Regions from separate parts of the Hordeum vulgare genome. Here region 1 is linked to region 2. Evidence: chromatin contacts called from public Hi-C data. All regions are on one chromosome and are shown on one strand. Each heading gives the region's core, a stretch centred on a gene start, on an enhancer-like site or on the middle of the called end of the contact. The rest is flanking DNA. Distances are from core to core; before and after follow the strand shown.

The links. Hi-C and Micro-C count contacts between places; a contact is called where the count stands out from the background.
Region 1: a Hi-C map of leaf shows a contact between it and region 2, with 4 times the contacts expected there. The contact joins the promoter of LOC123425475 here to the promoter of LOC123425474 in region 2. A contact is called at or near these places in 5 of 6 Hi-C or Micro-C datasets (leaf and seedling) and 1 of 1 datasets of contacts at active chromatin or transcription factors (embryo).

The regions. Positions count from the first base shown.
Region 1 is chr2H:120,986,756-120,990,795 of MorexV3_pseudomolecules_assembly, forward strand. LOC123425475 (aspartic proteinase 36-like) reads left to right here and starts at 1,396. Exons shown (of 12, transcript XM_045109178.1): 1 at 1,396-1,788; 2 at 1,889-2,009; 3 at 3,494-3,921. The coding sequence starts at 1,532.
Region 2 is chr2H:120,733,734-120,737,783 of MorexV3_pseudomolecules_assembly, forward strand. It overlaps LOC123425474 (indole-3-acetic acid-amido synthetase GH3.8), which reads left to right and starts at 1,973. Exons shown (of 2, transcript XM_045109176.1): 1 at 1,973-2,599; 2 at 2,726-4,050. The coding sequence starts at 2,133.

The sequences.
Region 1 (4,040 bases), core at 146-2,645, 250 kb after region 2:
ACTTAGATGAAATCAAGATATGAGAGGATTGAACGAGATACGAAAGTTCAAGCTTAAAGATGCCCAAGGCATAGACTTGTGAATAGTTTCAAACCCATATTGAATCCAACCCAAACTAAACAAGTCTAGGTCTTTATTCCAAATCAATCCAACCCAAAAAGTTTACAACTAGGATCCATGCCATTATTTGGAATTTTCGTCCAAACCCATCCAAACTATTTCCCCCTTTTGGATTCAACCCACAATTCCAAACTGTGGATACGAGAAGTTGGTGTGTTGACGTCCGTGTGCGACTCCACGCCTACTGCCTGCCGCGTGCATGATGCCCCAGTCAGCCGCGGTCTCGCGTACGGCGACCACGCATGCGCAAGGCCTGGTTGAAGGTGTCGAAACCGCCCACGTCAACGATTGGAAACTGCAAAGAGACGTGAGGCCAGCTTGCCGTCGAATATGTTGCTCGGGCCCTAATGCTCCTTCACCAACTAGATGTACACCGCCGGGATCCCGGACAGGCCGCTCATGCTCAGCGGCTTGATGGATGGAATGGATCGAGGTACGTACGTGCATATGGTAGCTGGTCTTCCTATAAATTTGGTTGAGAGACTGGATTTTGTTCATGGACTGAAATCATTTGAGACCGAATGGTTTGTGTCCAGATTAAACCAATCCAATCCAATTGTTGATCAAACCCAAGCCAAACTAGTTTGCTTTAGATTCTCGGACTATTTAAATCAACCCAATATAGTCCAATAGCAAATCCAACCTGAAACTAAGGTTTGAGCCCAAAATATTTACAGTTATGTCAAGGCATCCCAAATCAATGTTATTTCCTCCATTTTTATATACAAGGCCACAAACTTATATTAGACGTACCTAGGTAAGTACAAAATTTTAAAGATAGCTTTTGTTTTTATTTATTATGATCATTAATCATTAATATAGTGCATGCATGCAAGCAAACTGAGTGGAGAAAGTAACTAATTATTATTATAACTACATGCATGTAGAATTAAATAAGTTGTTAGTACGAGAAAAGTCATTAATGTTTGTCTTGATTATTGTTGGTGGCCTTATATAAATAAAATAAATAAATTCATAGTGACTTATAAGTAAATGGAGGGAGTACAACAAGTTCTTCCCGTTCTTCCCCTTGTCACTTGTCAGCTCCTCCCGTTCCCCTTCCACACTCCAATCTCACTGGAAAAATACACAGCTACGAATCTTTATCCAGTCGCATGCCAGAGCCCCCGTCCGAGGGGCCCCAGGTGCACGTACCCCAGCCGTCAGGCAGGACCACGGGCCATTTTCCTCCACTGGCCTGTGGGCCCTGCGATGCATTCTCCATTGGTAGGCGTTAACGAATATTATCCGACCCGGGCGGCTCGCGTAAACCGCGAATTTCCGACATTGCCCCTCCCCCTTCCTCTAACAAGTCGTCGCCTCGGCCTCGGCCCGGGCCTCGTCGCCCGCCCGCCCCCCCTCGGCACAACGACCTCGACCCTCCCCCATTCCTCGCGCGGCGCGACCGACCATGGCGAGCCGCGGCTGGCGTCGTCCGCTCGGCTCGCTGCCAGCCCTCGCCCTGGCCCTCTTCCTCCTCGCCGTCGCCGCCGCCGCGGCTGGATCCCCCGACCGAGCCGCCCCCTCGCGGCCGCCGCTGGTGCTCCCGCTCACGCTCTCCTACCCCAACGCGAGCCGGGTCGCGTCGTCCAGGTCCAGGAGAGGGCTCGCCGAAGGAGGCCGCCCCAGCGCCCGCATGCGCCTCCACGACGATCTCCTCACCAACGGGTCTGTACAGTTCGGATTCCTCCCTCGTTTCCTTCCCGCCGAATTCGCTGGATGCTCCGTTGGATCTGAGGCTCGCGGATTGTCTTCGTATTGGTTATAGGTATTACACGACGCGGCTGCACATCGGGACGCCCCCGCAGGAGTTCGCGCTGATCGTCGACTCCGGGAGCACCGTCACCTACGTGCCCTGCGCCTCCTGCGAGCAGTGTGGCAACCACCAGGTGGGCCCTGATTCCTCTGCTCCTGTGCTCAGCTACCAGCTCAGAAACTTTGTGCGATGATTAGATTAATTTGGATGGACATTTTGGTACCCACGCCTGAAACTCTAGGTGTGAACCATTGAAGCTAGCTAATTGATTATGTGGTTTCACAGCTGAATACATGTTTGTAATGCTACTTTGCATGCATCGTTATTTAGCGTTCTTAGTTCGCATAACTCGGCACGTAATTTGTCGATAGATCAGGAAATTCAAGTTTAGTTATGTCCTGTGAGTAGAGTACTAGATTGTAGGTGGACTAAGGACACCTCCTCAGCCTGCAGTGAGTAGTAAAACCGAGGCATACTAAATTATATGCTTTCTGTAAATCATTGATGACTCAAATTAACACCGTGTTCGGTATTCCTGAGTGAATACCATGCTTATCTTGGTAATAGCCAACAAAACTTGGCTTTTGTTTCGTGGACATTGTTTCAGCAAAAAGTTGCTCCATTGGATTGCCAAACCTTGTGGCTTTGGTATAATTAGTCCTAAATAAGTGTTAGCCAACTCCTCTTAAATTTCTCTATGTTCTTGGTCCCATTTCCCTTGCCAACAATTGGCAGACAATGCATTTGGCAGGTGTTTTGCTTGGTCATGCCAATGTGTTTGTAGCACCATTTTTTTTGTCTTGTTACCTGTTTAGTTACTATACCAATCCCATTCCCAGTTCTAGATCTAGTATTGCTGTTTTTATAATCTGTGCTGATTATCTGAATGCGGAACAAAATGCTTCCCGTCCTTGTCATATATTTTCAGTTTTTACTACATTCTATAGCCAAATCCAAGAAGATGCATCTATTGCTCGTCTTGTATAACTCGCAGTTTGAAAATTCCATTGGTAATGTCATTGTCAGCCAGTGTAAAGGGACATAAGTGAGATGCATAGATGTCAGCTAACATAAAGGGGAGTAAGTGGGATGTAAAGAGAAACATATACAAACCGAGATGTGGCATTTGAAGTCTTATACTGCCAATATCTTGTGGTCAAAGTAACATGTTAAAAATATGAACACTGGAGGCAAAAAGAGTTAAGACTTTATGACTACTGCTGGTTACTGGTCTGTATAGTTTCAACAAACCAAATTCATAAATAAATTTGATTTGCGGTAACCATCTTGATGCAACTGAAGCAATATAATGATGGACCATGATTTAGCAATTGCCATCATTGTTGTACCATCACATTTAGTATTCTATATTGTGTTTTGCTTACTGAATCACCAAACATTGTTGAAGACATTCGTGTAGTACTGGTGTGGAGATGATTTTGTTTTTGGCCTATTTTTATAATTCAAAATACATGAAGATATGCATGCTGCGATAAGCATCATGCCGTATAGGAAAATATTTCATTCTACTGGTCTAGGAGATCACCACTATTTATGGTTTTAAATTCTTCTGGATTACCAGACAGTTAACGCATGCCGATGTTTTGCTTGATGTAGGATCCAAGGTTTCAACCTGATCTCTCCAGTACATATTCACCAGTAAAATGTAATGTTGATTGCACTTGTGATAGTGATAAGAACCAGTGCACTTATGAGAGGCAGTATGCTGAAATGAGCTCCAGCAGCGGGGTACTTGGTGAGGACATTGTGTCGTTTGGCACAGAAAGTGAACTTAAGCCACAGCGTGCTGTTTTTGGCTGTGAAAATTCTGAAACTGGAGATTTGTTCAGCCAGCATGCTGATGGCATAATGGGGTTGGGCCGTGGTCAACTTAGCATAATGGATCAGCTTGTTGACAAGGGTGTCATAGGTGATTCATTCTCTATGTGCTATGGTGGAATGGATATTGGTGGTGGTGCTATGGTACTTGGTGCAATGCCTGCCCCTCCTGGCATGATATACACACATTCAAACGCTGTCCGCAGGTAACATAAGTTGTTTTGCACGCTTACATGGCAGTTTTGTTCCTTTTTCTGTGTGGGTGGGTTGCAGGTTCCCCTTTTTATAATAGTGATGCACCTTCTTATTAACTTATCTCGAAATG
Region 2 (4,050 bases), core at 723-3,222:
TGCATCCGGAAATCTATTTGTATGAACATTATGCCATAATCTATAAAGTGGGTGTGTTATAAAAAAAAGTCGTTGTATTAATATAGCAGGGCTACGACTTATTTTAAGAGTGGGAGTTGTACCCCCTCATCCTTGATCAACAGTTGCACACGTTTCAAAAAACCATGTACGACGAAGATTTCGAGCGTGCGTGACAACAACTTGTCCTACCAGCGAGCTATGTAGCACGCGCGAACCGTGCGGCTAGCCAATAGTCCCGGCCACGCCATCCACGTCAAGCTCTGAATGAAGTGGAGATACGCGCGGCCGTCTCTGTCCATCCATTTTGCGTGCATGGTCATTGAAATCGTTACGCTGACAGACACGGGACATAGTACTCGTCAGCTACAACTGCTGCCTGACTTGACAATAGGAACGCCGTGCGTGCCAGGTAATCTAACGTCATTTCGTTTCACAGGATCGATCGATGCCCAGGCATAATCAATGTGGACATATGTTTGTGCACCTCGCACCACGGACGATCCCACCTGTAACAATAATTAACAACTGACGTTCAAAAAAAAAAACAATAATTAACAACTGTGCCCGGCCAAAGACCAACGCCTAGCAACAGCAGCAAGTCAGCTACTACCAAACAGTCTAGCGCACATGCAAAACACGCAACCTTACCTGTAGTTAACAGCGATCAAGGAGTAGTAGTAGTTAACAGTTGATTAAGCAGCGTTTCAAAGTGACTGTCACGGTCAGAATAGAGAATAGTGTAGCCGCAGGGAATTCCAGCACGGGCGTGCATGGCATCGCATTCGCATCGCATCTTTGGACAAAAAGGGTTTTCCAACACATGGCTGGCTGTCCTCCTCCGGTTCACGTGAGACAAAATCCAAACCTTTTGCCCCCGTCATCCTGTCGAGCAAAAGCGGAAGCTTCCCGGCGCTTGCCGGCACACAGCCTCTGCGCACCACCGCACGCTGAAACCCAGAAACCAACCCCCCCACACCCGTGCCCGTGCCTGGTCAAAAATGGGCGAGGACTTTCACGCCCGTCTCGGCCGGCGCGTGCTCTGGTGTGGCGGGAGCGCGCGCAGGGACGCGGTGTCGCCCGCGTGGTCACCAGCTCAGCCCCGCCTCGCACGTCCGGTCGGTCCGGTGGTCTCGCCGCTCCACGCTGTAGGCTAGCCGCCCAGTTGCTGCCCGCGCTCCCTCCCTCCCTCGTCCAATAATGCACAGGCCGGCGACCGCATGGGCGGTGCGGGCGGTGGCGCTCGTCAACAAACCACCTGCGCGCACGAGCCGCCGGCCGGACGGACGCGCACTGGCACTGCCATCCATCCGGTGGCGCGCATAAAAAACCCGCCGGTCAGCCCCCTGCTGCATGTTGCAATAAAAATTGGCGGCCAGGCCGGTGATTCGAAGTTTCCTTTAACGCGAACCGGATCCCCAGCCGGATCCTGCACATTTAGCGAGCGAGCGAGCGAGCGAGCAGCCCCCCATTTTTCTTTCTTCTTCTTCTTCTTCCGTTGGCGATCGCGCCGCGGCTCCGAGGACGTGTCGCGAGGTGAGCCGGTCCAGTCGCAGTCGCCCTCCCAACCACTGAGCCCCGATCGGTTGCGGTTCAATGCACGTCGCCACCACCACGCCGGTCGCATAACCGCTGCTGCCCCTGTTACATCTTACATGCATGGAACGGAGATCAGATGCGTCAAGACATGGCGCGCGTCGCGGTCGATGCGTGCACACAATGGCAACTTTGGCACTCGTATCCTTTACCGTCGGGCCGGCAGCCGCGTACGTGCCGCTGTCCTTGCCGGCTGCATGTCCACCCCCGGACGGGACACTGGGCCCTGGCTGCCCCGCCATGGACAGACAGTTCCTTGACGTATGCCATCTCATGTCCTCCTTCGCGGCCGCCGAGCTCCGTCATCCTCATCCGCGCGCCGCTCTCCCCTATAAATAACTGGCCACGCCGAGCCGTTCTGACACAGGCTTAGTACCACCACAACACAGCAGTCGATCGAGCAAACATTCCTGTCCCTCCCTCCCCTCCCCTCCCTCCCACGCATCCGGCCGGCATTCTTCACCTAGCTCTAGCTCGCGTTCCCTGCTCTGCTTCTCCTAGTGTCTCGTATTCAGCAAATGGCGGCTATGACTGATGTGTCGAGGGCGATCGGCGCGGCTCTGCGGAGCCCGGCCTCGTCACCGGTGGCGGAGGCTGCGGCCGCAGCAAAAGCCAAGGACGCCGAGAAGCTGCGCTTCATCGACGAGATGACCTGCAACGTCGACTCCGTGCAGGAGCGCGTCCTGGCCGAGATCCTCGCCCGGAACGTCGACACGGAGTACCTCAAGAACTGCGGCCTCGACGGCGCCGCCGACCGCGACACCTTCCGGGCCAAGGTGCCGGTCGTGTCCTACGACGCTCTGCAGCCCTACATCCAGCGCATTGTCAACGGGGATCGGTCGCCGATCCTGTCCACGCACCCCGTCTCCGAGTTCCTCACCAGCTCCGGCACGTCGGCCGGCGAGCGCAAGCTCATGCCCACCATCAAGGACGAGCTCGACCGCCGCCAGCTCCTCTACAGCCTCCTTATGCCGGTCATGAACCTGTAAGTTGGCACTCGATGGCATTCCACGATCAACAAGTAATCAATTTCTCCAGTCCAAACTCCAAAGTGAGAGAACAGCTGCTGATTGATCCATGGATCGATCGATCGACCCAATGTTTCTTGCAGATATCTGTCCGGGCTTGACAAGGGGAAGGGCCTCTACTTCCTGTTCGTCAAGTCGGAGACCAAGACCCCGAGCGGCCTCACGGCGCGGCCAGTGCTCACCAGCTACTACAAGAGCGAGCAGTTCAAGAACCGCCCCTACGACCCCTACCACAACTACACCAGCCCGACGGCGGCCATCCTCTGCGCGGACGCGTTCGAGAGCATGTACGCTCAGATGGTGTGCGGTCTGTGCCAGCGCCACGAGGTGCTCCGCGTCGGCGCCGTGTTCGCCTCCGGCCTCCTGCGCGCGATCCGTTTCCTCCAGCTCAACTGGGAGGAGCTGGCCGCCGACATCGAGGCCGGCGCGCTCACCCCGCGCGTCACCGACGCTTCCGTGCGCGAGGCGGTGGCGGGCATCCTCCGGCCGGACCCCGAGCTCGCCCAGTTCGTCCGGGACGAGTGCTGCAAGGGCGACTGGGCCGGCATCGTCAGGCGCATTTGGCCCAACACGAAATACCTGGACGTCATCGTCACCGGCGCCATGGCGCAGTACATCGGCACCCTCAAGTACTACAGCGGCGACCTGCCGATGGCGTGTACCATGTACGCGTCATCCGAGTGCTACTTCGGGCTCAACCTCCGCCCGCTCTGCGACCCTTCGGAGGTGTCCTACACCATCATGCCCAACATGGGGTACTTCGAGTTCCTCCCCGTGGACGAGGCGACCGGCGCGGCGTCGTGCGTGGACGCGGGAAACCTCGTGGACCTCGCGCGCGTGGAGGCCGGGCGGGAGTACGAGCTGGTGATCACCACCTACGCCGGGCTGAACCGGTACCGCGTCGGCGACGTCCTCCGCGTGACCGGGTTCCACAATGCGGCGCCACAGTTCCAGTTCGTCCGCCGCAAGAACGTGCTGCTGTCCATCGAGTCGGACAAGACGGACGAGGCGGAGCTGCAGCGCGCCGTGGAGCGCGCGGCGACGCTGCTCCGCCCGCACGGCGCGTCGGTGGCGGAGTACACCAGCCAGGCGTGCACCAAGAGCATCCCCGGGCACTACGTGGTGTACTGGGAGCTGCTGACGACGGGCGCCGGCGCCGGCGCGACGGCGGTGGACAAGGGCACCCTGGACGCCTGCTGCCTGGAGATGGAGGAGGCGCTGAACACGGTGTACAGGCAGAGCAGGGTGGCGGACGGCTCCATCGGGGCGCTGGAGATCCGGGTCGTCCGGGGCGGCACGTTCGAGGAGCTCATGGACTACGCCATCTCCCGGGGCGCCAGCATCAACCAGTACAAGGCGCCCCGGTGCGTCACGTTCCCGCCCATCATCGAGCTGCTGGACTCGCGCG